Linked DNA regions of Sus scrofa: regions 2, 3, 4, 5 and 6 are each linked to region 1. The links are chromatin contacts, called in public Hi-C and HiChIP or PLAC-seq maps. All regions are on one chromosome and are shown on one strand. Each heading gives the region's core, a stretch centred on a gene start, on an enhancer-like site or on the middle of the called end of the contact. The rest is flanking DNA. Distances are from core to core; before and after follow the strand shown.

Region 1 (4,901 bases), core at 1,518-4,017:
CGTCCGATCCCCACGGCCGGCGGCGCTGTCTCTTCCCAGCGCCCAGCACACACCGGCTCCAGTCTCCGATCAGCTGGCGGCGTCGTGACGCACAAGCTGCGATCGCACCGCCCAGGGCCAATCACCGCCCACTGCTGGGCAGCGTGACCACACCCACTCGGGGGCGCCTGCACTTCCCCTCGTTCCCGCCTCCCCTGCCGTTTTAGCACTGATTGGCATGGAGGCCACCCCCTTGCCTAGCGGAGTTGCGCTAAGCCACGCCCACAGACTGGCAAGCTGGCCAATAGGTGAAAAGGTGTGGCTCAGTCCTCCTCCTAGGCTGCTCGCTTAGAGGAGCACTACGTCAAACCCGACTCCCGAAGAGCAGAAGGAAGTAAAGGCGTGTGTGTTTGCAGTGCATACTGGTCAATGTAGTTCTCGGTCTGACGCTTCGCTCCCAGAATCCAGCGCGCTCTGTGAGTTGGCATTTTTAAACTCAACTCGGAATCCATCCCGGCGAAGTCCTTAAAGGGCACAGCCCCTCCTTTTTGGAGCCGTGAGTGATCCTTTTAGACAGCCTCTCAAAACGGATTCGCTGACCTCTTGCGGGAAGCGACAGCTCTCAAAGGAAAGGTGGAGCAGGAGAGTTAGCAGGAGTGAGCCGAACTGAAGGTGGAAATCAGCCCCATGGCAGCCAGGCTCTTCCTTTGGGATACAAATTCCTGTGGGCGTTTGGGGGGAGGGAGGACTGCCCACCTCGCCTGGCCCCAGCTTTCAGGGGAGAGGTCTAGTACACCCCTCCTGGAGGGCGCTTCTGAGGAGACTTCTTGTAGAAGATGTCTCGCCCCAGTCGCAGAGACAGGGCCTCTCAAGCAGCAGCTTCCTAACGAAGGATTCAGAGCACAGGGTTCACCTGAGGGTCGAAGTTAGATTTGTGGTCAGGGGACAGGCCGGGGCAAAGTGCAACTGGCCAGCAATCCCATCCCCTGCCTAACACCCCCATTCTGTCCCGCCCTCTAGAAGCTTTTCCCTGACTCAGGCCTACTTAAGGAAGAGATTTCAAAGGTGGAGACCAATGAGGAGGCAGCTCCTTTCCCAGAGGCCAATCAGAGCATAGAGGGGCGGGAGATAGGGGAAAAAAAAAAAAACCCACCAAAAAAAAAAAAAAAAAGGAAAGGAAAGGAACCCAATGACTTGGCAAAAGCTGCGGAACCACTGATTTAAAGGGGCAAGTCTGAGACCCACCCCACCTCATCACTCGCGCCTCTCCACCACCACCACCAAAAAGGAACGTGTGGACAGGGATACAAGACTTTTCTGTAAGCTCCCAATGGAGGATGACAACAAGGGCTCTGCCACGGGACCGCTATGGTTCCTAGGAGCTCCAGAATTCTGAACCTGTGTTCAGAACATTGTGCCTTTAAGGAAACTTCCTGCCTTCCACCCCAGTAACAGCTGATTGTTGGAAAGTCTGACCTCCGGGGACGAATCAGCTGTTACCACATCCTCCTCCAGTTCTGCCCTCCTCTATCCCCTTATCCCCACCCCCTCATGGGGTGAGGGAAGAAAAGAGATGGAACCCCAAATATGGAGGACCTGCTTGTACGTTCTTCCCTCTTCCCTCTCCAAGACTGTCTTCCTCCTCCGCCCTCTCCTTCCTCCCTCCCCCAAGCTGCTGGTTAGTTCTTCAGAGGCTCTGAGCTTGGAAGGAGAGGTATTTCCTGTCAGCAAAGTCAGCTCAGACCCGTCCTCCCCAGTCTCATAGGGAGGCCACTACTGGGGAGGCCCAGAATGGTGGCTGGCGGGGTATGTAGGTGCTCCAGGAAGAGGTACTGGGGAAGGTTCAGTGAAGCTGAGGACCAAGCCTAGAGATGAATGGTTATGGAAACAAGCCTCCTCAGGGTCAAGCTGTCTCCTCCTCCCTGCTCCATTTCCTCTCCAGACAGGGTTTTGCTACGGGATCCTCCTGGCTTTACCTGTTACTCCACTTCTAACTCCTTAGACACGGCCTGGCCCTGCTCCATTTTTAACACTTTCACCCCTTCATTGCAAAGGTGTTAATGTGTAGCTGCCCAAGGGCTGCAGGTGGCACGCAATGGCCCCAGGGATCAGGGGCTTTGGCTGGGAAGTCCTGCCCGAAGACCCAGGTCAATATTTTGCCCCAGCCTGGAGCTGGGAGTCAGGGTCACTCCAGGACAAGCTTAGTGTGAAGTCCCAGGACTGAATTGGCAAGGTTGGGAGAAGCTGAGCAGGGTCTTGGCCAAGCCTGGAAGAAAGAAATCTCACCAGCTGGCCCTGTTCTCCACTATCCTTAGCATAGAAGCCCCATTCCCTTTTCACCCCTTGGAGGAGGCCCTTTCCCATCTCGTTCTAACTTTTCATGCCCCCACCCTCCCTCCCTATAGGGCAAAAGCACAGGCTTCAAGTCCAGGATTTCTCAGTCACAGCACTATTGACATTGGGACTGGATAGTTTCTTGCGGAAGCTGTCCTGTACATAGCAGCTTTTTTGCCAGCATCCCCAGCCAAATTAGATGCTATCAGCACACACACACACACACACCTTACTTATGACAATCAAAACTGTCTGCAGACATTACCAAATGTCCCCTGGAGGCCAAAAGCGCCCCCAGTTGAGAATCATTGAGTTAGACAAACTTGTATTCAAATGCAAGCTCTTACCAGATGTGAGGTTTTTGATTTTTTTTTTTAGGGCCACATCTGTGACATATGAAAGTTCCTAGGCTAGGCGTCAAATCTGAGCTGCAGCTGGGGCCACAGCCACAGCAACCCCAGATTTGGGCCCCATCTGCAACCTACACTGCAGCTTGCAGCAGTGCTGGATCCTTAACCCACCGAGCGAGGCCTGGGATCGAATCCACATCCTCATGGATACTAGTTGGGTTCTTAACCTGCTAAGTCACAATGGGAACTCCCTTACTAGCTCTGAGTTTGATGAAGATGCTTAACATCTTTAAGCCTCATTTTTTTCATTTACAAAATAGAATGTAGGAGTTCCCGTTGTGGCACAGCAAAAACAAATCTGACTAGGAACCAAGAGGTTGTGAGTTCAATCCCTGGCCTTGATCAATGGGTGAAGGATTAGGCATTGCCATGACCTGTGGTGTAGGTCGCAGACGCGGCTCGGATCTGGCATTGCTGTGGCTCTGGTGTAGGCTGGCAGCTGTAGCTCTGACTAGACCACTAGCCCGGGAACCTCCATGTGCCATGGGTGCGGCCCTAAAAAGACAAAAAAAAATTTTTTTTAAAAGACCCCCCAAAAATATAGAATGTATAATAAGTGCATGGCTTATTGTAGGGATTTAAAAAGGAATATGTTTGGAGTTCCCTGGTGGCCTAGTAGTTAAGGATTCAGCATTATCCCTGCTGTGGCTCAGGTCACTGCTTTGGTCAGGTTTGATTCCAGGCTGGGGAACTTCTGCATGCCATGGGCATTGCCATAAATAAATAAATAGAAGTATGTTTGCTTTTTTTTTTTTTTTTTAGGGCCGAACTTGCTGCTTATGGAAGTACTTAACCCGCTGATCAAGGCCAGGGATTGAACCCACAACCTCATGGTTACTAGTCATATTCTTTTCCACTGGGCCACAAGGGGAACTCCAAAAGAAGTATGTTTGAAAACACTTACTACAATACCTGGCCCACAGTTGGTGCACTAATGTTTAGCCACATCTGCGACCTACACCACAGCTTATGGCAACACCAGATCCTTAACCCACTGAGCGAGACCCGGGATCAACCCCCTGTCTGGATACTAGGAGGATTCGTTTCCTCTGCAGCAGGAGGGAATTCCAGCCTCCTTCACTTTTCTTCCAGATCAGCAGCAAGAGCTAACATTCAACACAGGCTGACTGCTGGGGCTCTGCAGCCTCGCTCCCTGACCATCCAAGCCATGAACTCCAAGAAACTCAATACTGAGATTGGCAAAGGGGAGTGGCTAATTTGGTACCAGATTCCCCAAAACCTAAGGGTAGTGGGTTGGGATTCAGGAAGCATTTGAGAATAGAGCTGCACAGAGCATTCTATTGCAAGATGCAGCTTGGAAATTACCTGCTTAATTCTGTTGCTTGTTAAAAATTCAGATTCCAGGGTCTCAATCAGAAGTACATCATACATTTGGAAAACCATGGTTTTAGGGCTCAGATTGAGGAAGGTGTCAGTGCCTCAGAAATCTTAGTACACCAGTGCCCAGTATTGCCAGGACATCCCTATTTAAGAGAAGGAAAGAACTGTCTTGAGAGGTAAGGTTAATTACACTCAAGGTCATTGTTGCATTGCAAGCCAGAACCACTAGAGGGCAGGGCACACACAAACTTGAAGAAAAAGTAATGCCTGCTTGGTCTAGCTAGGTAAACTGAGACCAGAGCAAAGACTACAAGGACCCAATTTTATTGGTACTAAGAGGCAGGCCGTACCACCTGTCCAAATTATCCATCCTCTGGTCTCTGGTTCTCAGACCAATGTCGGGAATACAAGATTGTCAAGGGACACCTCATTTCCCAGGTGAAAAAATAGTAGTGCATGGCCAAGGAGTATGAAGAACATTGCTTATAGAGTGAGATGGGCCTGAGTTTGAATCATGGCTCTACGACTTCTTAGCTATGTGACCTTGGGCAAGTTACCTAAGGTAGTCAGCTTCTTCATCCTAAAATGGATATAAAACTATCTTCAGGAGTTCCCGTCGTGCTGCAGCAGAAATGAATCCGACTAGGAACCATGCAGTTGCAGGTTTGATCCCTGGCCTCGCTCAGTGGGTTGAGGATCTGGTGTTGCTGTGGCTGTGGTATAGGCCAGCAGTTGTAGCTCTGATCAGACCCCTAGCCTGGGAACCTCTATATGCCATGGATGAGGTCCTAAAAAACAAACAACCCAAAAAACTCTTCTTAAAAAGGGCTGAGGGGA
Region 2 (4,901 bases), core at 1,277-3,776, 230 kb before region 1:
TCAAATCAGAGCTGTAGCCACTGGCCTATGCCACAGCCACTGCAACTAGGGATCTGAGTCACAAATAAGACCTACTCCACAGCTCATGGCAAAGCCAGACCCTTAACCCACTGAGCAAGGCCAGATATCAAACTTGCATCCTCATGGATACCAGTAGGGTTTGTAATCCACTTAGCCACAACTGGAACTCCCTAAAATGTAAATATTTTAATAAATGGAAATCACAGTAATTTCCTCACTAGACTGTCATAGACAGTAAACGAGACAAGGCACTAAAGTACTCAGCAAAGTACCTGGCACAGAATGACCAGTCGATAAATGTTAGCTATTAATATTGTATATGCTTAAGTTCAAGAAATTCTTCTGTGTGGTTTCCAAAGAAAAAGAGCTCAATGGGGGCTGGGCAGAACAAAGATTAAGTAATCTTTAAAAAGACGCAACTGAATCAATTGCCCTATGTGGAAAATGGGTACATGGCGGAAAGAACAATTACAATAGCCATGAACTTTCCACACCCCATCCACAAACTCTGGCAATCTTCACCTTCTCTCTTGGGCCAAGGATCTGACCTCCTATCTGTTATGAAAAGGTGGAGCTCAGTATTAAGGTAAGATCTGAGATTAAAGTTCTAACACCAAGATGTGGGGAAAGCTCAAACAAAACTGCCTGCCATTTCCAAATTTTGTAACCAACAAAACACATACACAAACAAAAGGTCAAGAATTGAGTTCCAATGATCATTTGCTGTGTCACTGCCCAGCAACGCAAAACCCCAGACACTAGGAAGGTGGTAAAAACTCGAATACATCCGGTTTAGGGTAAATACATGTTACATACCTATTCCCATCTCAGGTTATAATGTTATAAAACCAATCAGACTGAGAAAGACCTAGGATAATTTGTGGGCTTAAAGATTCCACACTCTTTTTAAAATTGGTATGTGTTAACAAGAGAAACTATTTCATCTTCCCATTTCGGGTCAGAGGGGATAAATCTAAATTAGGATTATTCTAAAAGGGCAAGTCTGCAAAGGGCTAGTTCAGGAGACTTTCAATTCATGTGAGACTAGCCTGAATCTAGTTTCAACTGGTCAGGAGGAAACTGCTTCAGCTTGGTGAGCGTGAAAAGGCACTAAGACCCTAGGTGCTGTTACACAGGTAACAACAGCCTCAGAATTACTCTGTACCTCACAAACTTCAAGTACCAAGTGCATAAATCCTCTTCACACTCCCCAAACAGCCCATGTTATGTATAAGACAGACATATCTAGGAAAATTCAGGCAACAACCCCCAACCTACTGAGCAAGGAGAGACCCTGCAGTATAAGACTGACAATGCTGAAGTCCAAGGAAAAATGAAGTTCCATTCACTTTCAGGGAAGGGATTGTTTCCATTGGCGTATATCTGGTTTATTTCCTGAAAAAAAAAAAAATTCTTTCCTCCACTATTCGCTTTGAAAACTACAACCCCTTAATTGTCAAAGACAGTCGCTGGACACCAGGATCTCCTCGGCACAGTCAGCCGGGCATCAGCTTATTCTGGGCTGGTGACAGGGGACCTTTCTTCTATAACCAAGGCACTTAGCTCACCACCTTCGTCCTCCGCGGGGGAAGAGGACGGTAAAAGTATTTTGGAAAAATGCCCAAGAAAGGAAAAAGCTGACCGGTTTCCTGAGGGTGTCTCCATCCCTCCCGGCCGGTATGCGGTGACTTCCTACCAAAGGCCACCAGGGGAGTATAGCCAAACCCGGCTCTCCAACACTGCAGGAAATGTTTCAAGCCTAAAAAGCCACTTGTAGGATTATCGGATTCATTCCGGGCACCGCTGCCAAGTGATGCCCCCGCAGTGCCAACATCCCCCTCAGCTCTTTGTCCCCACGTTGCCTGGCCCTGCACGGGCGCTAGCCCCACCCTGGGGCCGAAACAGTTCCCCTTCCCCTGGGCTGTCCTCCCAAGTCACACCCAGAGGCCTGGGTCAGCGGCTCCTCCTCCCCCACACACTCCCGCTCGTCCGTGGGAGCGAGCCGGACAGCGGGCTGCCCTCCGGCCACGGTCACTCCAGCCCGCTGCCCAAGTCCCTCGTGGGGGTCAGCTCTCGAGGAGCAGCCGGCTAGGCTGGGGAGTTCGGCGGCCCTAACCCCCGCCCGGGGCCTCCCGTCCCTTCCGTCCCTCACCGGGCGGAGGCTGGGCGGGCGACGGTGGCACTGGCGGGCGCGGGCCGCTGCTGTTGATGATGTAGTGGGAGACGCGCGAGTTCTCGGAGACGCTGAGCACATAGTCCCCGGGGCTGGTGCTCGAGTCCCGCACCAGGAACACCCCGTGCCGCTGGCCCTGCAACAGCGCCACCGCCTCCTGCCGGCTCAGCCGCCCCCAGTACCAGCTACTCCGCTCCTCCGAGTCGAAGTTGCCCGCCATGGCCGACTCCGCGCCTACACGCTGGGCCGCCGCCGCCGCGCGCGCCCCTCCAGTCCCGGCGCCCGCCGCCCAGCGGACCGGCTCGGGTCTCCGCTTCACAGCAGCGCCTGAAATGGCGGCGGCGGCCGCGGGCCTTCCCCACCGGAAATGACGTACTCCCTGCCTCCGGGAGGATGCCGGGAAGGGGACTGCCGCCCGCCATTGGGAGAAGGGCAAGGGGCGGCTCGCGCGCTCACTGCGCATGCGGACTCTTGGGCGTCGCCGCCTGGTGGGGACAGGGACTGCAGAGAGTGGAGAGGCGGCGTCTAGGGCCGAGGGGCGGGGCCTCAACTAGCAGTCCGCAGAAGTTTGTCTGTGCGCTGTTGGCCACGCGGTTCTGGCTAGTCCAGGCTTCAATTTCCTGGAAGGCCCGGTGCTTCTGGGCAGCAACTAGGAGACAGAATTGGAGTAGAAAAGGTGATGTGGCCTCAGGGCCTGAGTTCCCTGAGACGAATATTTTCTGAATATTTTCAGATCTGTTAAGCTCTTGTTTTCACTGATTCATTCAGCAAACAGTTGACACCACGTTTGCCTTTCGGTCGCAGAGGTCATCTAGGCTGGGCCCTTCCCTCGGGGAATTCTCAGACCCCGTGGGAGGAACCAGGAAACAGGCCATGACGAAGGGATGCCAAGCCATTTGATGGGGGTAAGGACAAGGGGCTCTAGGAACATAGAGCAGGGCCCCCTAATCCATGCTTTAGAGGAACCCAAGAGTACTTCCCAGTGGCTTGAGCTGAATATTGAATGGCAGTTGGGGAAAAGCATTCAAGACAAAGGGACCAGAGTGTGCCAAGTCAAGGAGACATATGGAGTCCTCTCTGTTGAGGCTTTCAAGTCATCTGCCCAGATTCTCTAAGTCTGGCCTTGGATATCCTCTACTCTCCCTGCCGTCACGATCACTGCTATCTCTATATTCCATATCTATATCTGTATTCCTATGACAGCCTGTCTCTGGTATTCTATAGTCTTGCTGCCCCTAATTGCATAGCACACATCTGCCAAGTTGTATTTTTCTCAATTATAGCTCTGAGTGTGCTGCTACCCTGTGTAAAACTTTTAACAGTCTCCAGGTGTTAGAACTCCCAGGTTATCTCTCTTATGGTTCTACCTGTTGTATTACCCATTGTATTGTAATCTTTCGATTTACAAGTCCGTGTTCCATGCTAGATCTCCTCAAAGGCTAGGCATCAAGTGTAGGAGGCACTCCATAATTGCCTCATAAGAATAACTAACACTTATTTAGGGAATTTTACCTGCCAGGCATAGTGCTAACTGCCCTTAGGTAGGTCTCTCATTTAATCTTCTCAACCTTCTGGATTGGTATTTTACAACTATTCCCATTTTACAGATGAAGCTCAGAAGTTTGGTAACTTGTCCTGGGACACATGGCTGCTGAGTTGGGAACTGAGATTCAAATCCTGGAATGAGGCGATCCCATCGTGGCGCAGCGGAAAGGAATCTGACTAGGAACCATGAGGTTGCGGGTTCGCTCCTGGCCCCGCTCAGTGGGTTTAGGATCCTGGCATTGCCGTGAGCTGTGGTGTAGGTCGGAAGACATGGCTCGGATCTGGCGTTGCCATGGCTGTGGCGTAGACCGGCAGCTATAGCTCCGATTCAACTTCTAGCCTGGGAACCTCCACATGCCACAAATGTGGCCCTAAAAAGCAAAAAAAAAAAAAAAAAAAAAGGAAAAAAGAAAAAGAAAAAACAAATCCTAGAAAGAAAAGAGCTCTCTGGTCACACTTCTATATCCTCAGACTTCTGGGATAGCAATGGCAGGAGATGAGGGGTGGGGGAAATATGGCAGAAATAGACTTCCCCCCCTTTTCTAAATATTCATTTAGAAAGTCATTTTAAAAAAATCAGTCAGCCCTGGGTTTTATGGCCTTACATGAATAACGCACCTCTTCCGGACCCACTTCACACACCCCTGGGCCTGCTCTGGGAAGGGGTGGGGAGCCAAGGGCACCTTCCTTGCTGCGGGTGACTCATCGTGACCCTGGCTTAGTCACAGCCTGTCACCACAAGCTAGTAGGAGAAGCCAGCCCAGGGTCCTTTGGGAAAGAGAAGTGGCTCTTCTTCATTTCCCCACAGTGACTGAGCTTGGAGGCAGGACCTTACCAGAGATCGCCTGGTGGGGGGGGCGGTCCTGACACCTTGCCTCTGAGGGTCCCCTCTCTAGGGCACAGGGACAGGACTGAAGGAAAGACCTTAAGGGAGGAGGAAAGAGAGAAGAAAGAAACAAAGAAAACAAATCATAACTGAGCTGGAAAATAAGCAGGGGATTGGTAAGGAGGGGATGCCCAGCACCAAACGGCCCCTCAAGGGTGTTCTTCCTTGGAGCACAGAGAACCTGCAAGTTCAGAGGCCAACCAGGTGGGAAGGGAGTGGCTTTGGGATGAAAAGCCAAAGCCCCTGCCCCTCCCTCCTCTCTTTCCTCCTCCTCCA
Region 3 (4,901 bases), core at 708-3,207, 210 kb after region 1:
AAATCCCCTGGTCCAGATCGAAAGCCAAGGAGGGACATGATCTTCGTTTGTTTGTTTTTAGGGCCGCACCTGCAGCATATGGATGTTCCCAGGCTAGGGGTTGAATCAGAGCTGTAGCTGTCAGTCTACACCGCAGCCACAGCCATGCCAGATCTGAGCCGCGTCTGTGACCTACACCACAGTTCATGGCAATGTCGGATCCTTAACCCACTGAGCAAGGCCAGGGATCAAACTCGCAACCTCATGGTTCCTAGACGGATTCATTTCCACTGCACCACGACGGGACCTCCAGGAGGGGCGTGCTCTTCTTCCTCGTACTCCACCCTCTGGAGATTTTGGTGCCACAAGCCACCCCGGCTCCAAGGAAAACTAATGCCTCTGTATGTCTCCCTGCTCTGGTATGCCCACAGCCCCGTTCACTGGAGACCTAGGCCGTGTCCATGACCCCAACACACACACCCCCACACACACCCACACACCCACCCCTCTCCCTCTCCAAATAGCCACAAGGTTTTGGGTTTGGCTGGCTGTTTGGGGGTAGTGCCAAGCCTGCCTACCTAAGGGGCAACACTGAACTCCCGCGACGGTTTCCATCCACTCAGCTCCTTGTGAAGGCCGTGACCTCTCACCCTTCTCTCCCTCTCCTACCCAGAAGCCCACACATGGGCCAAGGTGTACACACACGTGTGGGCTGCAGCATGGTCTCTAACAGCAAAAAACAGGAAACAGCCTCGGCGCAGAACCCAGAGGGCTGGCCTTTCAGCAGCCATGAAAACAGGCTTAGAATGACCAACGTAGGGAGTTCCCTGGTGGTCTAATGGTTAGGACTCAGTGCTTTCACCACTGCGGCCCAAGTTTGATCCCTGATCTGGAAACTGAGATCCTATACCACAGCCAGGAAATAAATAAAAATTAGAATGACCAACCCAGGAAGGCATTTGAGACCTACTGTAATTTATCAAGGGGGGGGGGCACAAGGAAAGATGCACCAAACGCCCTGGGAGGGATGGGCGTTCCCACTCTTCGGCTGTGGGATTAGAGTGATTTTCTTTTTGCCAATCTGTGGTTTTCCAAAATTATCTGTCCATGTGTATGCATTATTTGAGAAGTTCAAAATTTTCACTCCAAGGAGAAAAGGCTGATGTATATATGAGGCAGCGGGTAAAAAAAAAAAACAAGACCTTTCGCAGGACTCAGGTCTGTGTTTCATGCTTTGGAGAAAAGGCAAGGGCTTATGGGAACTGACCTTTGCCCTTATGCCCAGGCTGTAGCCTGGACCACATTAACAGCCAAGGAGAAGAGTCTGACCCCAATGGGAATGGAGATTCCCAAGACCCACCACCATAGCTGTTATTCGGTCTGTGTTTGGGCTCCCCCTGCCCCTTGACCAAGTGGCTGGTGGACTTGGGGCTGACCCCAAGCTCTGGTCCTCTCCAAAGGAACTTGAAACGATTCCATGGGCTCAGAACGCCTGCCCCACTCAGAGCTCCAGTCCCCCAGGCAGCCAGGTATTGTATCAAGCATACTCCTGCCTCCAGGCCTTGGCCATTGCTGTTCCCTCTGTCTAGAAAACGCTTCCCTGGTAGCTGCAAAGAGCCCTCCTTGACTTCCCTTAGGCCTCTGTTCAAATGTTACCTTATCAGAAAGACTTCCCAGCCTCTCTTTCTAAAATAACAGCTCCGGAGTTCCCACTGTGGGGCAACAAGATCGGCGGTGTCTCTGCAGCGCCAGGACGCAGGTTGGATCCCTGGCCCAGCACAGTGGGTTAAAGGATCCAGCGTTGCTGCAGGCAGCTGCGGCATAGGTCGTAACTGTGACTCGGATCTGATCCCTGGCCCGGGAACTCCATGTGCCTTGGGGCAGCCAAAAAAAATACAAAACAAAACAACAGCTCTCTGGTCACCTTCTGTTCCTTAATGAACTCTGTTAATTTTCTGCTAAGCACCTACCAGCCCTCGACAAAACAGAGCTGGAATACACAATAGCATTGTCTAACCTCCTCTCTGGAACGTAAGCTCTGTAAGAACAGAGGACTAGGGTTTTGTTCATTGCTGCATCCTCGGTGCCAGGCCAGCCAAAGGCAGGCACTCAACTGCTGTTCAGTGTTTGTCAGTGGAGAGAGCCCTCCCCAGGACCTCTAAAAGGCGGCCAGCTCATCTCCTCCGTGGATAGATAATCCCCAGGTGATCGAGATCTAGACATGGTCTGACGTGGGAAAACACAGCTGGCTCAAATGGGGTTTTCCTTCTGGGAAATAAAGCTGAGAACCCCAAGTATGTGGGGCAATTCGAGGTGGGAAGAGAGGGTGAAAGACTGTCTTGAGGAGTAAGCAGCGGAAACGAATCCAACTGGGAACCATAAGGTTGCAGGTTTGATTCCTGGCCTCGCTCAGTGGGTTAAGGATCCAGCGTTGTCATGAGCTGTGGTGTAGGCTGCAGACGAGGCTCGGATCCTGCGTTGCTGTGGCTGTGACTGTGGCCAGGAGCTATAGCTCCGATTTAACCCCTAGCCTGGGAACCTTCATATCCACGGGTGCAGCCCTAAAAAGAAAAAAAAAGAAAAAAAAAAAGAGTAAGCAGCCCTAGGTGGCCATATGGAGCCTTGTGCAAGGTGAAAAGTCATGGGTGCAGAGAGTGGGGCAGGAGAAAGAGCAGCTGGCGGGGATGGAAGGAGAGGCCATGAGAGGGCCACAGAGTGGCTGCCACTTCCTAGAGCTGCCTCTCCTCCCCTGGAGGCTTCTGGAGCCCAGGTCATGCATCTCTTTGCAATAATCCCCCATTTCCAATGGGCCACCTTGAGTCGCTGAGATCACATCTCTTTATCAAAGGCAGAAATACCAGCCCACCAGGGGCAGTGGGCCAATCACAGGAAGGTGATAACCATTGCTACTTGACAGCAGCCCCGGGAGAGAGCGCAGAACAGGCAGAGTTTTCTCATCCCAGGTACCACCTGAGCTCAGCTTCGCCTGGCAATTTTGTCTCCTCAGGTTCAGTCCAGCCTCGTTTAAACATTTCAGATCTCTGAAGCCCAGAATGTCCACGAGAGGTTTTTCATTTGCCACAGAATCAATAGTGCAAATTTTGTTCCATAAAAAAATCTGCCAAGTACAACCGTAAACTTTCCTGAGTGCTGTCTCTTTCCCAACACAAATCCTGCCCTGCTGGCCGTCCCCTGCCGCCCCACTGGCCACTCTTTCTGCACCTGTTAGTGTCCTCTGCTAACGGAGGAACAGAGCTGGGGTGGGGTGAGGCAGCAGCCCGGGGCCCTAGATGAGCTCTCCAGCCCCTCTGAGCCTCAGTGTTCTCATCTGTAACTTGGGGCTAAGACAACTTGCTGTTTCTGCTCTTAACAAGGTGTGTTCAGGGAAAACAATGAGATGCTTTTCTCCATCCCCCTCACTAAAAAACAAAGAACGAAAAATAAAACCTGTTCCCTCCTGCTTCCTGATAGGAAGTTTTTTTTTTTTTCCTTCAAGCCCTAGGTTACTGTGTTTTTGTTTGTTTGTTTGGTTGGTTGGTTTTTTTTTTGCTATTTCTTGGGCCGCTCCTGCGGCATATGGAGGTTCCCAGGCTAGGGGTCCAATTGGAGCTGTAGCCACCGGCCTACACCAGAGCCACAGCAACTCGGGATCCGAGCCGCGTCTGCAACCTACACCACAGCTCACGGCAGCGCCGGATTGTTAACCCACTGAGCAAGGGCAGGGACCAAACCCGCAACCTCATGGTTCCTAGTCGGATTCGTTAACCACTGCGCCACGACGACGGGAACTCCCCCTAGGTTATTGTGATGTAATTTTTTTTTATAGTTTTGGAGGTTTGGGTAAAATTAGGTTTGGGTACTAAGTGCCTTGTGTTCTAGCTTATATGGACAGTCATTCAATCAACCTTTCCAGTCAACTCGTAAAGACATGACACTAGTTACTGATTCAATACTATTTACACAATGTCACACTGGAGCTGCATTTTATTTTGTGAAGGATGCTGTTATTAGTCAGGTCTTGGTAGGAAAAGCAGAGCACTGTCCAACTGAGTAATTTATGAGTACATAATAAAGATGAGAAGAGTGGGTAAGGAAACCCTAAGAGATAATGGGTTTTATAGCCCTCTCCCCCCAGGGCCGAGTTAGGGGAGGGAGCTCTTGCGAGTTCAGCACATACCAGACTGACTTCCAACAGCCAGAAGCTGCAGGCCTTTGCCCAAGGGCCTTCTCTGGCAAGTGAAACTGTCTTTGCTCCTTCCAGGGGAACAATGCTCGGCCAGTGAGGGATGGGAGCTGTGTATAAATACCCCAGCTCCCTCCCCTTGGGGTGAGACAATGTTGAGGTGCATGGTCTAGACTGCATCTGAAGTTTCCCAGTGGGATGAAGTTCTTGGTGGCCCACGACAACGTGCCTCTTACTGGCTTCTCCCCTTCTCTGTCTCATTCCCTGCTTGCCTCCTGGCGTGTCTTAGGATCCCTCCCAAATAAAGACTTTCATCTGGGGAGTTCCCGGGTGGCTCAGGGGGTAGTGGGGGCGGGGGTGGAGGGAGTCACAAGAAAATAGTACTATGACCAGAAGTACAGGGTGTTGTGGGACATCAAGGACCACTCCCCTGGAAGCTTCCCCAGAGGAAGTGATGGACTCAGCTGAGTCCTGAAGGATGAGCATGACGGGGAAGAGGACAGCAGCGGGTTCTAGGCGGCAGCAGCTGCTTGTGGAAATCCCTAGAGCACAGTTCAGCGGAGGTTTTGAAAAAGTTCCTTAGACCCAGACTTCAAAGTTCAAGGTGGGGAGTGGGGTGAGGGGAGGGTGAGGCTGCAGGTGGGGCAAGGGAGGAGGACTTGACAGCCAAGCTGTCAAGGCAAAGGAATCACTGAGGGTTTTGAAACAAGGGAGACAGGAGCTGGTGCGGCCTTGTAGA
Region 4 (4,901 bases), core at 1,652-4,151, 200 kb before region 1:
GGCTGTGGCATAGGCTGGAGGCTACAGCTCCAAAGTGACCCCTAGCCTGGGAACCTCCGTATGCCTCAGGTGCAGTCCTAAAAGACAAAAAAGAAAAAAAGAAAACAAAATAACCATAGCCTATCTCACTCACAGCTCATGCTGGGCACAGAACAGTGGCTCAACTTCTGTGTATCGAACACACCTTAGGTCCGGGCCCAGGCTGCCCCACCAAGGACTGTTCCAGACTCAAGGTAAATGTTTTGAGGGGGAATGGAGAAGGTGAAGACTAGGGATTCTACCTGAGAGCTCTCTGGGCCCCGGTCTAGGGCTGTACACTCTGGTTCCAGAACCAGGGGCTTTTTGCCTGCCAGATGCCTCTGCCTGAGGGTCTAGCAGAAAGACACAAAGCACCTTGCCCCCTAACCTATCCTCCTTGTTCAAGATCCTGTATGTTGAGAGGAGGGAGCCACCTCCAGCTAAGTCATCACTTCTTTGGCACCAAAAGCCCTGCCCTCCTCCTTCCACTCCTCACACCAACGAGTCACCACTTGCTGGAACTTCCCCTCTGCTCCTGTATCACTGCTCCACCCTCCCTCTCCCTGCCGGAGTAAGCAAGCAGCCTCCACACTGGCCTCCCTGCCTTCCTCCCTCCAATTCATTTTCCCACAGCAGCCGGTGGTTTTTACAAATCCAAATCCAATCAATTAACAGCTCACGTTAACAGAGTGAAGGTTTATAGGGCACTCCTCCATGTGCCAAGCACACCCACTGTTTCTTCCAGCAGCCCCCACTGCTCCCCCGCGTCCCGTTCCCGCGTGGCCACATGGGTAGCCCTCTCCAGTCCCTTGTCTCCCCATGCCTCCCTCACCACCAGGCACAGCCAGGAGGAGCTACGCCTACCCCTGCCACCAGCCGTGGGGCTCTAAGCTTCTCGCCTTTGCACCTGCAGCATCCTTGGACGACCCAACCCCCTCCCCACCTGACTGACTCTTGGTGGTCCTTGAAGACTCAGTTCGGGTATCACTTCCTCCAGAGCCCCTTCCTGACTCCCCGAAAACACACAGCCCTCTCCTCATCGCAATCCGCTCTGTTTGGATGTTTCCTTGTCAGTCTCTCACCCAGGCCGGCACCCAGTGGGGGCTCAACGCCCCTCGTGGACGCCCGCCTGAATGAATGAACCCACAGAGCCCGGGAGGGTGAGCAGGAAGCCGGAGCGTGCCTGGCATTGAATAGGCCATGGGCCAGCCATTCATTCTCTCATTCATCTCAGAGCCCCCCATCCGCCACACTCACACGCGGGGGCTCCTGCCTCGGCGGGGCCCGTGGGCGGGGAACGGGAAGGGGCGGGGCCGGGGCGGCTTCTCCGGAACCCGGAGGCAAAGCTGGCAGTCGGAGGGCCCCAAAGGGCGCGCAGGGTACCCCCGCCCCCAGGACGCTCCTCCTCGCCCTCACGTTACCCGCAACGAATCCACGTTTCCATCAGCCCAATCCTGGAGCCGCCAGGTTCTGGGGCCCTGCCCCGGCCAGGCCGAGCCGACCCTCGGCCCTCGCAGTCTCCGCGCCGGCGACCCCGCCTCCCGAACGGTAGCTCCGGGCCTAGGTCGCCGCCCGGCCGCTCTCCCTCTCCCCCATCCTGCCCGCCAGCGGAGCCCACCCCCCGCCGCCCCGGCTACGGCCCGCCCCGCGCCCCGCGTACCCACCGGCTCGGCTTCTCGGGTGCGCGGGCGGGGGCCAGGCTGGGCGGCGTGGCCGGCTCCGGAGTCCGCGGCCCCGGCACGCTCTCCCCGCCCAGGGCCCGCCCGGGGCCGGGCCGCTGCCTGTCGTCATCCCGGGCAGGGCTCAGGCCCCGCGCGCGCACCCTCCGGCCCCGCCCCGTTCGCCCGCCTGCCCGCCCGGCCAGGTCTGCGTTCGTGTCCGCGGAGGCTTGGTGCAGCGCACTCCGCAGCCAGCTCTCCCGGGACGAGGCGAGTCACAGTCATTCACACTCACAGGTACACACACACACACACACACACACACACACACACACACACACACACACGCACCCTCCTCCGACCGAAGACCCGGCCCACTCGCTGCAGTCCTGGGCGAGTGGGTGTCTTATGGGGTTCTCGCTTCTCATCGTAGGGCGCCTTTGCATCCCCAGAGCAAACCCGACCCTGCCCTGCATGCCAGGCCAAGTCAGTTCTTTCCCATTTGTGACTACCATGCCCCCTTCACCTGCCTTCCCGCCCACGCTACCGCGCTGAGCCGGTGGGCGTCATTTCTTCAGGCCAGACGGGAAAGCGGCGGCTTTAACTGAGCCTGTACTGTGCACCTGGAGGTTCATGTGCACTGGTCCTTAGATCTCAGAGCGGCTCTGTCACCAGTTCATAGCCCAGCCCGCTGAGGATCAGGGAGCTGGAGGAGAAGGGATTCAAACCCAGATCCCGGCTTTGAAACCCTGCTCCTTATAGGCTTAAACCCTCAACCTTCCTTCCATTTACCCCTTCTTGCCCGGTTTGTCTCTGTTCCACCAGGGATCAGAACGCTTCCCCACTGCTCACTGCCTTCTCAAGGGGTTTGCTTGAGAAGGGTCTGCTGGGCCCTGGGCAGATACAGCCACCCTTCCTCCCAGCCCAGAGCTTCCCAGCTTACTAGCTTGCAGGGCCTGTGGGGATGAACCACACGGATGATCTCCCCCGTGGGTATCAGCTCCACTTGCAGTGCCATTCCGCCTGTGGATAGCCAGCGTGCTGAGCACTGGGGCCTCTGAGCAAAAGCCCGCTTGCCTGCCTGCTGGCTCTGCCTGTTGCCGGAACCAGGAATCTGATCTTAAGCTGGGATGGCCACTTGGTTCAGCTTCAACTTCAGCCCCAGGGGATGTGTCTGGTCCAGCGCCTCAGGACACAGCTGGAGCAGCCCAGGTCTGATTGGGAAGCCTCTTGGCCCAGCGGGGTTGGGGCAGGAAGAGGAGGGGCTGAGGGATGGAGGAAATGCCTGTTGTCCCAGGTAACCAGAGGAGCTGATGTAGCCACCCACGAGGGACCCTGAGCTCCAGGTCAAAGGGTAGGAAGTTTTTCCCCCCAGCAGCTTCACGGCCGGGTGTTCTCACTGGTGTCCGCTGGAGAGCTGTGACCACTCCCCAAATGTGCATCCTGCCCCAAGCCAAGAGGATGCATCAGTAGGCACTGCCCCGCCTGCCTGTCCCCCGAGCTTGCCTGCCTCCTGCAGCAGCAGGTGAGCCCCTGGAGTTTGAGAGGCCAGGGCTGCTTCTGGCAGCTGGCCATGTTGGCAGAGGGGTTTAGCTGGGAGGCAGGAGGGCACGGGGAGGAGGTCCCTGTCCCATCCTCCTCTGGAGCCTCAAACGTTTAAGAGATGGGTCGCCGGGTGGCGTGGCAGTGGGTAGCTGGGTCCTATTTGCCCCTTACTTTTCCTCGCCACCCTCAGATGCTCCCCACCCCCAGACGTTCCTGTTTTTCTATCTTCATTGTTGCTAAATCACAGCTGACACTTTCCTGGCCTGGGACTGAGCCCTTGGATCTCAGGCCATTCCTTATAGGAAGTGCGGAGAGGGAAGTGGATGGGGAAAGCGACCTTTCCAGAGTCAGACGCTGGCATGGGAGGGGCAGGGTCCGGTGGGGCAACGCTGGCCTTGACAGCCCCTGGGGTAGGCACCTTCCCCCAGGCACCCTTCCTTCCCTGCCCTCGGCTTCCCCCGCCCAGGAAAGGCCAGCAAAGCTTCCTTCCTTCCTCCGGGAAGCACATCTATCCAGGGCAGGATCATCCCTGGCGGCCACACAATGGCCCTTATCAGCCGTGGAGCCAGGCGCAGAGACCCAGCGCACACCAAGTCTCACACATTTCCTGTTTCCACCCAGCGGTCAGGGCTGGGCCCAGAGCCGCCATATCCTGACTGGGGCCAAGAGGAGGGGGAGCACCCTCCCCCCCTTTCCCGCCTCTCGATCCCTGCTGGACTCGGCCCTCCGGGCAGGGGTAGGGCGTGTGGAGCCCTAAGAGCGACAGAGAGAGGTGGGCACAATGGAGAACAAGCATGGGCCACAAACGGGAGGAGAAGCGGGGACCCCTGGAGTCAGGAGCCCTGAGACCCAGCCCCAGGGCTCCGTTAATCAGAAGGAAGAGCTGGCTCGAGCGTTTGGTTTTGGCAATTGTTCTCTCACAGTAACCTTGTGAATGGGAACATTATTTGGATTTTATAGACAACTGAGACCCCTGGGGCACCGGAGAGATGGAAATCCGATTAGAACCCAGGTCTCGACCCCATTCCCGAGTGTCTGGTCCTGCATGACACCACAGCTGCCTGGCTAACTTTGGAGGAATCATGCCACTTCTGTTTTTTTGCTATTTTAGGGCTGCACTCGTGGCACAGGGAGGTTCCCAGGCTAGGGGTCGAATTGGAGCTGTAGCTGCCAGCCTACACCACAGCCACAGCAACGTGGGATCCAAGCCACGTCTGCGACCTACACCACAGCTTCCAGCAATGCTGGATCCTTAACCCACTGAGTGAGGCCAGGAATCAAACCCACATCCTCATGGATCCCAGTCGGGTTCTTTAACCACCAAGCCACCTGATGCCACTTCTTCAAGCTTTGGTTTCCCTGTCCGGTTCCCAGATGAAGGGTGCTCTGTGGCAGCACCCACAACGCCTGTGCCTGTGAGAAGTGGGCAAGTTCGAGGGCTCAGGGTTCCTTGGGTGTGCGTGTGTGCCGGGGGCAGGGACAGAAGTTACCATGGGGACACCGGGGCAGAGGGATCTGGGGAGAGGAGGGGCAGAGAGAAGAGATGGTGAGGTGTTTGGAGACCTTAACCCTGGGCCAGGGCTTCAGACTAAGGAGGGAGGGAGTGCCAGCTGGGGAGCGAGGAACCGCGAGAGCAGAGTGAGCACCTTGCTGAGAGCTCAGTCCCAGGAAACCCATCCT
Region 5 (4,901 bases), core at 1,108-3,607, 180 kb before region 1:
AGGCAGTGTCAGAAAGGAGGCTCATGATCCCACAGTTCATTTCCTGCAAACTGCCCATCCCAGGTCAGAGGCCTTCCCCCGGCCAGGAGGGCCCTGCCTCTGCCTCGGACTTTTAGTCCTGCCCTCAGCTGGCCTCGGGTTCTCGTGACGGTGGTCTCCCCTCCCCTGGCTGATGATGGGCAGCCCCTTGCCCTTTATGACCCAGGAGAACAGACGCTGCATGGCCCTGACGCAGCCTGAAAGCTCCAGGCCTTCAGGCCCCAGAGCAAGGGTGTCCAGGCGACAGCGGTTCCCCACGGGGACAACTTGGGACCGGTCGGGCTTACCTGAGCTCAGACACAGGGGTGGCGGACGGGCCCTGCAGACACCTACCCAATGACATACACGTCCAGATTCAGGTTCGGGGTGTGCAGCTGGAGCAGATCACTGAGGTCTGGAGGGGGTGCTGCAGAGGCCACGTTCCACGTCACGACATGTATGCTGAGAAGGGAAGCCACGGAGGAAGGAGGATGAGATGTCGTCCAGGTACCAGACCGGGGGCTGGGTGGGCGAAGGGCTGCACCACAATCCCACAGTCGGCGGAGTCAGAATGGGAAACGCATGTTTCTGCATCTGGAGGAGGGCACAGGGCCCCTTCACCTCTATCCCCTGAAGCAGGAAATTCCCACCCTGGATTGGCTCCTCTGTGTAGGCCCATGGCTGCCTGTGCCTGGCAACGCCAGTGCAGAGCTGCCAGCACACTAGGAGAGCTACCAGCGTGGCCCAAAAGTCAGGCGAGGGAAGGGGTGGCGATGGGGTGGAGAGTCCAGAGATTTATTAATTCCACCAGCCCTTCACACCTCAGCAGTCATCTATGGGTCAGTCAACTTCCAGCTCCCCACCCTTCAATCCATGGGTTCCGTCCACCACCAGAGAGATTCTGGAGGTTTCAATTTTCACCTTGTGAGATGGCTTAGGACTACAAGACAGAGGAATTTCAAAAATAACAGAGATAAAGACACCACATTTCCTTCCCACTCCTTCCTGGAGCATAACCAATTCTGCCAAGCATCTCAGAGAGCCTAAGAAGATTCCAAATAACAAGTTTCTCAACATCTCAAGAGTCTAGCCTCTTTTGGGAAACGTCATCAGCTGGATAACATTTTCCATGTTCATACAAACACTTGGGAAGCAACACATCGAATCAGAAGCTCTCAATAACACTGGATCCCATCTGAGGCTCCGGGGAAGGACAGACTCGCAAATCTCTTCATTTGAAGAGTTAAAGCAGCGCTCCCAGGAAGCCTCCAGACTGTGTGGAGTACAGGGCAGGCAGGGGCTACGAACCCTGCAGAGACCAATTAGAGCCACCAAGCCTCAGGTGACTCCTAGGCACATCACAAGGAGGCGAATCTCTAACAGCAGTCGACCCATCGTGGGGGGTGGGAGAGAAGGACAGAATGTCCCTAACATCTCTTCCCCACCAGACGCTGTTCTTCGAGGTCCATGTTCTAAAAAGCACAACTGCAAGAAATTCTTGGCCAGCGTACAGCAACTTCCTGCCCCTCCCTACGAACATCAACAAAACAATACAAAAACCACCTTCCCAGGCCCTCGGCCAGAGATTCTGTGCTTCGATTGTTTACGATCTCCCCCTGCTGTCCAACGGAGGAGGAAGGAAGGCAGCCCTTTCACTGCAAGGCTCCTTGTTCTTCCAGGGGCCTGCTCTAAGTGCATGGAGAGCCAAAGCCGGGATTTTTGGTTCCCACTTTTACGAAGGACGATTAGCAGCAAATCCTTGCATCGTGACCGGCTCTGAGCTGGTGATTAGCGTTGTTCCTCGTTAAAGAGCAAGCATGGGACCAGGCTATTATCACTTCACTAAAGGATGTTATCCAAATCTGATTTCGGATTTCAGGAGGTCACAACGGGATCAGGCAGACCCCATGATGTATGTGCTGATCCAAAGAATAAGATTTCTACTCCAAAGCTAAGGAGTGAATGCTTTGTTATGTTTTTAACTTCAAACAGCTCAACACTGCTGCCTCCTCAAGAAGCCAACTGGAACACCTACTTGGAGCCCCCAAGAGGGAACGAGCTTAGCAGCCTAAGTTTGGAGGGGGCGCGAGGTTCAAGCCCAACATAGCCCTCTCGTACCGACCTGGGAGAATGTGGGAGGCCTCTGAATTAGAAGCAGCCCTGTAGGTCTGGCCCCTTCTCTCCCAGTCTGGTTCTGCCCCAGATCCGCAGCCCCAACTGAGTCGGAGGCAGTGATTCCGCCCGGAGCAGGCGGGCCTGCCTGTAGCCGCCTTCCTCACCTGAGCGTCCTGCTTCTCGGTTCGGTCTGGGGGTTCGTGGCAGCCATCGTTCCCACGCGGTGCCCCGGCTGGTTCGCGTCTCCCAGCCTCAGCGGATCCTGGCTTGATCTGTCCCGATCGGGTAGCAGGTGCCGGTCAGCTCACTCGCTCGATTGTTTTTCTTCCGGATTCCGACCCTCCGCCTCGGCTTCCGTAAGAGGCGGGGCCTAGGCGCACGGAAGGCTCTGGGTGGCGCGGCCCGGGGGAAGAGGCGGGACTCTCCAACGAGCGCGAAACGGTGAAAGGCGGAGGGGAAAGGGGCCAAGGGGACGCGGGAACGCAAGGGGCGTGTCCTCCTGTCATCAGAACCCGACGCAACACTGCCCCGCCCGGCGGGGGCGGGGCGGCGATCCAGACACCGCCCCCGCGGCTCCCAGGGTGCCTCGCGTAAGGCCGGCCGGGAGGAGTCGTCTTCCGGCGGAAGTCGCTGCCACGCCCAAGCGAAGCTCTCCTGCGTGCCCAGGCTCACTGTTACTGAACGTGGTCTGGGGCCTCGGTCCTCATCGCTCCGTCCAGGTTCTCAATGCCCAGAGGGGCGAAGGGGCGCAACCCAGCCGTTGTCGGCCTATATAATCCAGTCCCCCACCCCCCCGCCCCCGTTACAGGTCATCTCTCCTCTTGATCACTGAGCGCCTCCATTCTCCACTCCCATGTTCAAGTGTTTCCAGCTTTTCAGACTCATGCAAACTATTACACATTGGACGTTTAGGGGCTCCTGAACTCCGAAAGTTACCCATCACTGAATGAAAACTAAGTCGCTGCCTCTGTTTTACGACCAAACGTGAATATTTACTGTGCCAAAGATTAACTATGATTTCCTTCAAATCACTGGTTCTTAACATTTGGGAGACGGAGGGGTGGGACAGTGCATGGGATTCCTTTGAAGACCTGGTGAGAGCCTGGTGTGACTGGTGTGACCTGGTGTGACTTTCCCCAGAAACATGCACACTTTTACAGACAAGCTTCATGAGATTCCCAGGCCCAAAAGCCAGGGTAAGGGCTCTCTTAAATAAATGTTTTGCTTGGTAGGATGGGAAAGGGGCGGAATGTGAAGAGGGAAGACAAAAGCGAAAAGGAAATATTGCCAGCAGAAAATGGTCAAGTTACATTCAGATATGGGATATCTGCATAAATAAAATAAGGGGATGTTTTAATTTACGGAAATAGACCTGCACAACTTTTCGGAGATATCCTGTACCTTTTCTAGTCCTTCCTTGGTAAAATGGGGGATGTCAGCCAGAGTTGGAGAATATCTAAATTGTAAAATGGACAGAAGGACATCACCAATAAGCTGGACTCCAGAAAGCTCTGTCTAGGATTTTATTAGACTGCTTTTTTCCCCCAATATATCTGTATTGGAAGATTGAGACAAAAAGGCACAAACTCACATGAAATAAACAAGGTAATCTAATCAGTTCTACAAAGTGTATTTTGTAAAAGAAGTAGCACTAGGAACCAACTAAAATAAGTCAGGGAGTCCCAGCAGGGACTTTAAGAGAATTTGGGAAGGTATACATGTGCCCACAATACTGACCCTGTCTCCAACCGCTCTCCATGAGAAGGCCAGAGTCCAGCACCCCTCCTACAGAGGCACTGCTGCCTCCAACTGGGACTACTGGCCCTGGAACTCTAATGGAAGCTGCTGGTCTGAAGGGGCATGGCACATCCTCAGTTGCCACCAGTGGAGCTGAGCCTTGTGTCATGTGCCTCTCGGAGTGCTAGTCAGTTTGAGGGGTGGAAAGGAGGGAAGGAAGGTACTTAAAAGAAGCCAACACCATTGCCCAGCAGCAACACTGTCCGTAGGGATGGAACAAACCAGGGACATCCCTTCTCAAGTTTATGTGGGCTGGAGCCCCAGATCCAGCGGACCTTTGGAAATTCTGGTTCAGTTCATGCAGATGCTTTTGAACTGGGACAGCAGGTGGAGGAGGAAGGAACCAGAGAAAAGAGCGAGACACCCCAGAGCTGGAGTGATACGCATGGATCTCAGAGAAGAGCTGAAAGGAGACAAGCATCTGCTGCCCCTCAAGCCACATCAACAAGAGTCTGCCTAGAATATCACTGTTTCTCCCAGGATAACCCACGGCTGGACTTCGCTTAGTTGATGAATGAAGAAGGGAAAGCTTTAAGCACAAATATAATTATAGCTAATACAGAGCTTGTAGGAAAACATTTACATTTTTCTCCAGTAGGAATGCCTCTTCGTCGTCCCCAGTCACATAAGTGCTACCAGCAGCTGGGATGCCTAAGACCAACTGAACCTCCCCATAGACCCCGCAAGGTGAGGAGCCTAAAAGGAAGGTGTAACAGGACAGTGGTCCCCAAGGGGCCTCGATGAAGGCAGGAGCTAACTATGCTGAGTCTGTCCACCTTTCCCCCAAGAGGGGCACAGGGAAGCAGCCGTCAGGAAGTCGCAGGTGTCATCCTGTGAGATGCTCCCTTATTGCACTTAGACATGAGTAAGGCAAACTGACAAAAACCTAAGGACACACGATGCCATCCTACTTCTCACTGCCCCAACAGAGATTTGATTTCTCCTTAGCAGCTGCACCCAGGCTAGCATGG
Region 6 (4,901 bases), core at 872-3,371, 130 kb before region 1:
CCTGGGTCTCTGTTCCCTTTGCTATCCAAAGCTCCACACCATGTCCCAAATGCCCTATGCAACCTCCAAGGAGCAGAGCCAGATGCGAGGGGGCAAAGTCCCCTCCCTGACAAAATGGAAACAGCTCTCCACGCACCTGCTCGCTGCTGAGTGAGCTCCACCAGCTGCTCTCACCCGGACATCTCCCACTTCCGCGCTTCCCGGGCTTCTGGCCCGAGGCTGCTCACTTGCCCTCCCCTCCAGGGAGGCACAGTTTCACAGAAAGTTCTAAAAGTACACATCCAGAAGTTCCCATCGTGGCTCAGTGGTTAACGAATCCCACTAGGAACCACGAGGTTGCGGGTTTGATCCCTGGCCTTGCTCAGTGGGTTAAGGATTCGGCATTGCCGTGAGCTGTGGTGTAGGTCGCAGACGCGGCTCGGATCCCGTGTTGCTGTGGCTGTGGCGTAGGCCGGCGGCTACAGCTCTGATTCGACCCCTAGCCTGGGAACCTCCATATGCTGCGGGTGCAGCCCAAGAAAATACAAAAAAGACACACACAAAAAAATACGTAAACAAATAAATAAAAGTACACATCCAATCCCTCGCTCTACCTCCCCACCCCACCCTGCCAATCTCTCCTCTTTGAAGAAAAAAGTCCTTAGATGACTACTTGGAACCAGGAGCTTCAGGAATGGGTCACCTCGTATTTGATTTAGCCACACAAACATCCCCACCTGTCACCCAGTGCGCTGGATTTCAGGAGCGAGCTCATCTCCCTGAAACTCTGACCAGAAGTCACTCGCTAACCCCCCCGCCTCTGCATCACTCCTCAGAAACTCCTTCACTCTCACTGTCTTTCCTCAGTCAATGGCTTTATGAAAATAATTCCTCAAAACAGTTTCCCCATCTCTTTGCACCAAGACTGAGAATCCCCCAGGGCCATGTTGGCCCTGTCCCCTATCCCTGGCCATTATGTCCGGGACTCCTCACCCAAGCGTCTCCAAGTTCCAAGCAAACATCCTAAGCTCCCCTCCCCGCCTGCGCCGCCAACTCCAAATACTTCCGCCTCTGTGCCCACCACCTGGGCATCATGTCAGGCAACCAGTCCCCTCTGCTAACTCCTTAGACTCTTCCCCTGTCACTCAGCCCCAGTCGTCTTCCTGTGTCTACTGATCACCACCCTCCTAATGCCCAAGGCAGCCACTCCTCATACCCCAGGTTACCCTCAACACTCTTTCCCCATCATCTCAACTCCATTCTGGAAGCTGTCTTTTCTGATCTCCCAGTGCCCCTTGGTATTGTTCAGCCCCAAACCCTTTCCCACCACTGGCCGGCACCCTGGCCCTGCCTGCCCTTGTCCGCCTTTCCTCATAGGCTCAGACAACTCCTCCCTCTCTCTGGGTACACTCTGCCACTCCTGCAGCTCTGGCTGCCTCTTGCCTCTCTCAGCCTTCACTCTAGGACCACCCCACATCTTACCCCGTGCTCCCGCTCCCCTCAGCAGCCCCCCATGTCCTGTCCGGCTCTCCCTGTCCCCTTGACCTCATCTCAGGCCTGTCCGGCCCTCATTGTCCCCGCGGCCTCTCCTCAAGCCTATTTGGCCTTCACGGCCCCTTGGACCCCACCTCAGGTGCTGTCTGTCCTTCTCTATCCCCGTCGGGCCCACCTCGGGCCCTGTCCGGCCCTCGCTGTCCCCCTCGCCCCTTGCTGTGCCGCCCAACAAGCCTATCCAGGGCTTTCCATTCCGTCGGGCCCCGTCCGGCCGCTGCATCCCTTCTGCTAGACTATCAGCCTCCCTGGTCGTCATCCTCGGCTCTCCCTCCCTCCTCGCTCCCGCACCGCCGGCTGGACACTCACTACTCCTTGAGCAGCACCATGTCGCTTCGCGGCTCGGCAGCTGCCCGCTGCCCGCCCAGCCTCCTGCCCGCTTCCCGGCGGCCGCTCTCCCCGTGGCCCGGCTCGGCTGCCTGTGCGCCTTCGTTGTGGTCTGCTCTGTCGCCGCCGCTCTCGCTGCGGTAGCCGCTCCGGCTCCTGCCGCCCTGGCCTCGCCACCTCCCGCGCCACTGCCGACGCCGCCCGGAGCTCCGGTTCCGCAGCGCCGCGCGGGGCGGGGCGTCTCTGCGGCAACCAGAGCGTCACACGCAGCGCTGCGCGCTGACCTCAGGGCGGAGGCGGAGCCTTCCCGGCCCGCCCCCTCCCGTCCTTAAATGGGCCTGGGCCTGAGCATCCGCGTCCGGGGTGGACCCCAGGCATGCGCAAGACCCTGGCGGTAGGCGGAGCCGAGGGGAGAGGGCCCGCAGGGTCCTAGAGGTGACTGCAGCAGGATGGGATGCCCCTGTAGGGATGGGCCTCCAGGGTGGTGTGGTTTGAAATCTAGGAAAAGGCTGTGTCAAAAAATATTAATAATTGGGAGGGATAAATTAGGAGTTTGGGATTAACATATACACACTACTGTGTACAAAACAGATAACTAATAAAGACTTACTGAATAGCGCTGTACTCAGTATTTTGCAATAACCTATAAGAGAAAGGAATCTGAAAAAGAGCGTATATATGTATATATATTTCACTTTGCTGTACACCTGAAACTAACACAACACTGTAAATTTGCAGCATAGGTCGCAGATGAAGCTCAGATCTGGCGTTGCTGTGGCGTAGGCCTCAGCTGTAGCTCTGATTTGACCCCAGCTGGAGAACTTTCATGTGCCACAGATGAGGCCATAAAAAGAGGGAAAAAAAATTTTTTTGAAAATAAAGAAAAACTATATTAGAATTCTCTTGTGGCTCAGGGGGGTTAAAGATCTGGCGCTGTCACTGCAGCGGTTTGGCATGTTGCTTGGCCACTGCTGTGGCATGGGTTCGATCCCTGGCCCAGGGAACTTCTGCATACTGTGGTTGAGGCCAAAAATCAAATTTGGGGGTTGAGGCACAGTAGGAGATGGGAGCGGGTTGGACCCAAAGTATGCGGTTCCTGGCCAGTGAAAAGGTGTTTGGAGTCCATCCTAAGGGCAGGGTTGGGCATTTATGGCTTTTAAGCAAGTTTGCTGTCAGGCTCACTCTGACAGCTGGATGAAAAGGGGACCTAGGGAATCAGAGCAGAGGCAGGGAGACCAGTAGGGAGGCCTCTGCCTAAGTCCAGGTAGAGGTGGGCTCTGATAGTGGTGGGAAAGGGGGGAAAAGAAGAGATGGGAGTTCCCACTGTGGCTCAGTGGTAATGAACCCGACTAGTATCCATGAGGATGCGGGTTCCATCCCAGGCCTCGCCCAGTGGGTTAAGGATCCAGTGTTGCTGTGAGCGGTGTTGTAGTTCACAGAGTCTTGGATCCCAAGTGGCTGTGGCTGTGGCATTGGCTGGCAGCTGCAGCTCTGTCGACCCCTAGCCTGGGAACTTCCATATGCCGCAGGTTTGGCTCTGGGGGAAAAAAAGGAAGGAGAGATGGATTCAGGAGCAACTCAGGAGGTAAAATCAACTAGACCTGTTGACGAATTAGCTGAGAGAGTGAGAGTGAGAAAAGAGAGGCAAACCCACCCAGGTCTCTGGCCTGGGAGCTGGGGGGGACAGCACTGACTTCAAGAGAACACAGGGCAGACAGACCTAGGCCAGGAAAGAAAATAACTCTGAGACGGAGCAGGACCCTGTGGGGCCTTTCTTGCTTGTGGGGAATAGGCTTCAGCCTCCTTGACCTTCCCTGAGTTCCAAAGAGTGGGTTCAAACAACTGAATTTGAATTCCCTCATCTGGGAAGGGAGGGGTTACAGAGACAAGGGAGGAGCAGCAAGAAACCATAGTGCAGTCTTGGGGCAGTGTTCTGGTTCCTCCTCAAGGAATATACATAAAAACACCTTTGAGTTCTGCTGCTGGAACAGGGCCCCCACACAGGTGGAAGGTGGTAACTACAGGCAGAAGACAAGATTCCTGGAGCCCCGCCCCATTACCTCACCCAACCAATCAGAAGGAAGTCATACACTCTGCAGCCCTTACCCCCAATTTTGCCTATAAAATCCTCTCCCAGGAGTTCTCAACGAGATGGGCTCGGATGCAATGTTGCTGTGGCTGTGGTATAGGCTGGCAGCTACAGCTCTGATTTAACTGCTAGCCTGGGAACCTCCATATGCCACGAGTGTGGCCCTAAAAAGAAAGAAAGAAAGAAAAAAACTTCTCCCCCAAACCATTAGGAAGTTTGGGGTTTTGAGCTCAAGCCGTGCGTTCTCCTTGCTTGGCCCTGCAATAAACTTTTCTCTGGTCCAAGCTCAGACAAGCAGTGCTGGACTCCAGGGGCACCCCGGTGATGATGAGTGGGCTGCCTCAGATAGGACTTGGGATGGGAGGGTGGAGCAGGGGCCCTAATGCCATCAAGCTATGACCAGTGTCCCAGGACAGTCCTGAGTATTGCACCTGTTCGCCATCAAATCCTAGAGCAGGGACATGGGTTGACCCAGAAACCCAAGCCCCAGGCCCCTTGAGGGAAGGCCAAGAGAGGAGATATTATGACTGAAAATTCCAGATGAAGTGAGTGGCCTGGACCCTGGTGCCCTGACCCCCCAGTGTAGGTGTAGGGTTTTTTCCTTCTCTGTTGTATCAGTACATCTTATTTCACAACCACCCATGTGCTGGCTCCCTCCAGAAGTAACCAAACCCTGCTGTCTGGAACTTGCAGTCTAGTTGGAAAAATCTAATCATTCACTCCATAAATATTGATGGAACCCCTGGCCCTGTCCTGGGCCTTTTTCTAGGCACTCACAATACAGGGGTGACCAAGAAAAACAAGGTCCTTCCCTTGTTCAGTGGGGCCAGGAAGAATATAAACAAATGCAGAAATAACTTCGAGCGGAGATGCATGGTGTGAAGAGGCTGAACCAGGTGACTGGGCAGGGCTGGGGTTTCGGTGGGATGGTCAGGGGAGACTCGTGGAAGGGCCA

What was found. Hi-C and Micro-C count contacts between places; a contact is called where the count stands out from the background. HiChIP or PLAC-seq counts read pairs in DNA pulled down with a chosen protein or histone mark.
Region 2: a contact with region 1 is called in an H3K27ac HiChIP or PLAC-seq map of alveolar macrophages. The contact joins the promoter of CRK here to the promoter of TLCD2 in region 1. A contact is called at or near these places in 2 of 2 datasets of contacts at active chromatin or transcription factors (alveolar macrophages and skeletal muscle).
Region 3: a contact with region 1 is called in a Hi-C map of liver, with 2.8 times the contacts expected there. The contact joins the enhancer-like site here to the promoter of TLCD2 in region 1. A contact is called at or near these places in 3 of 5 promoter capture datasets (fetal liver, fetal skeletal muscle and liver), 7 of 47 Hi-C or Micro-C datasets (embryonic fibroblasts, heart right ventricle, liver and 3 more) and 2 of 2 datasets of contacts at active chromatin or transcription factors (alveolar macrophages and skeletal muscle).
Region 4: a contact with region 1 is called in an H3K27ac HiChIP or PLAC-seq map of alveolar macrophages. The contact joins the promoter of MYO1C here to the promoter of TLCD2 in region 1. A contact is called at or near these places in 2 of 2 datasets of contacts at active chromatin or transcription factors (alveolar macrophages and skeletal muscle).
Region 5: a Hi-C map of skeletal muscle shows a contact between it and region 1, with 3 times the contacts expected there. The contact joins the promoter of INPP5K here to the promoter of TLCD2 in region 1. A contact is called at or near these places in 1 of 5 promoter capture datasets (fetal liver), 2 of 47 Hi-C or Micro-C datasets (liver and skeletal muscle) and 2 of 2 datasets of contacts at active chromatin or transcription factors (alveolar macrophages and skeletal muscle).
Region 6: a contact with region 1 is called in an H3K27ac HiChIP or PLAC-seq map of alveolar macrophages. The contact joins the promoter of PITPNA here to the promoter of TLCD2 in region 1. A contact is called at or near these places in 1 of 5 promoter capture datasets (liver), 4 of 47 Hi-C or Micro-C datasets (embryonic fibroblasts, liver and subcutaneous adipose tissue) and 2 of 2 datasets of contacts at active chromatin or transcription factors (alveolar macrophages and skeletal muscle).

Annotation. Positions count from the first base shown.
Region 1 is chr12:47,915,490-47,920,390 of Sscrofa11.1, forward strand. TLCD2 (TLC domain-containing protein 2) reads right to left here and starts at 2,768. Exons shown (of 5, transcript XM_021067585.1): 1 at 1-2,768.
Region 2 is chr12:47,683,066-47,687,966 of Sscrofa11.1, forward strand. CRK (CRK proto-oncogene, adaptor protein) reads right to left here and starts at 2,527. Exons shown (of 3, transcript NM_001137636.2): 1 at 2,174-2,527. The coding sequence starts at 2,414. LOC110255905 reads right to left here. Exons shown (of 3, transcript XM_021066311.1): 3 at 2,647-2,843. The coding sequence ends at 2,647.
Region 3 is chr12:48,128,519-48,133,419 of Sscrofa11.1, forward strand. The region is part of intron 1 of RTN4RL1 (reticulon-4 receptor-like 1); the gene reads right to left. Among named protein-coding and RNA genes, the nearest start is that of RTN4RL1, 15 kb to the right of the region's middle. Within about 2 kb of position 1,958, at least 2 of the 83 cell types and tissues checked have an H3K27ac peak or open chromatin away from gene starts, as enhancers often do. A contact at or near this core is called in liver, where this site is marked.
Region 4 is chr12:47,712,769-47,717,669 of Sscrofa11.1, forward strand. MYO1C (unconventional myosin-Ic) reads right to left here and starts at 2,902. Exons shown (of 32, transcript XM_021067559.1): 1 at 2,620-2,902. The coding sequence starts at 2,694.
Region 5 is chr12:47,735,989-47,740,889 of Sscrofa11.1, forward strand. INPP5K (inositol polyphosphate-5-phosphatase K) reads right to left here and starts at 2,358. Exons shown (of 12, transcript NM_001190292.1): 1 at 2,298-2,358; 2 at 373-480; 3 at 1-50. The coding sequence starts at 2,344. It overlaps PITPNA (phosphatidylinositol transfer protein alpha isoform), which reads right to left. Exons shown (of 13, transcript XR_001304419.2): 13 at 3,643-4,901.
Region 6 is chr12:47,783,266-47,788,166 of Sscrofa11.1, forward strand. It overlaps PITPNA (phosphatidylinositol transfer protein alpha isoform), which reads right to left and starts at 2,122. Exons shown (of 13, transcript XR_001304419.2): 1 at 1,840-2,122.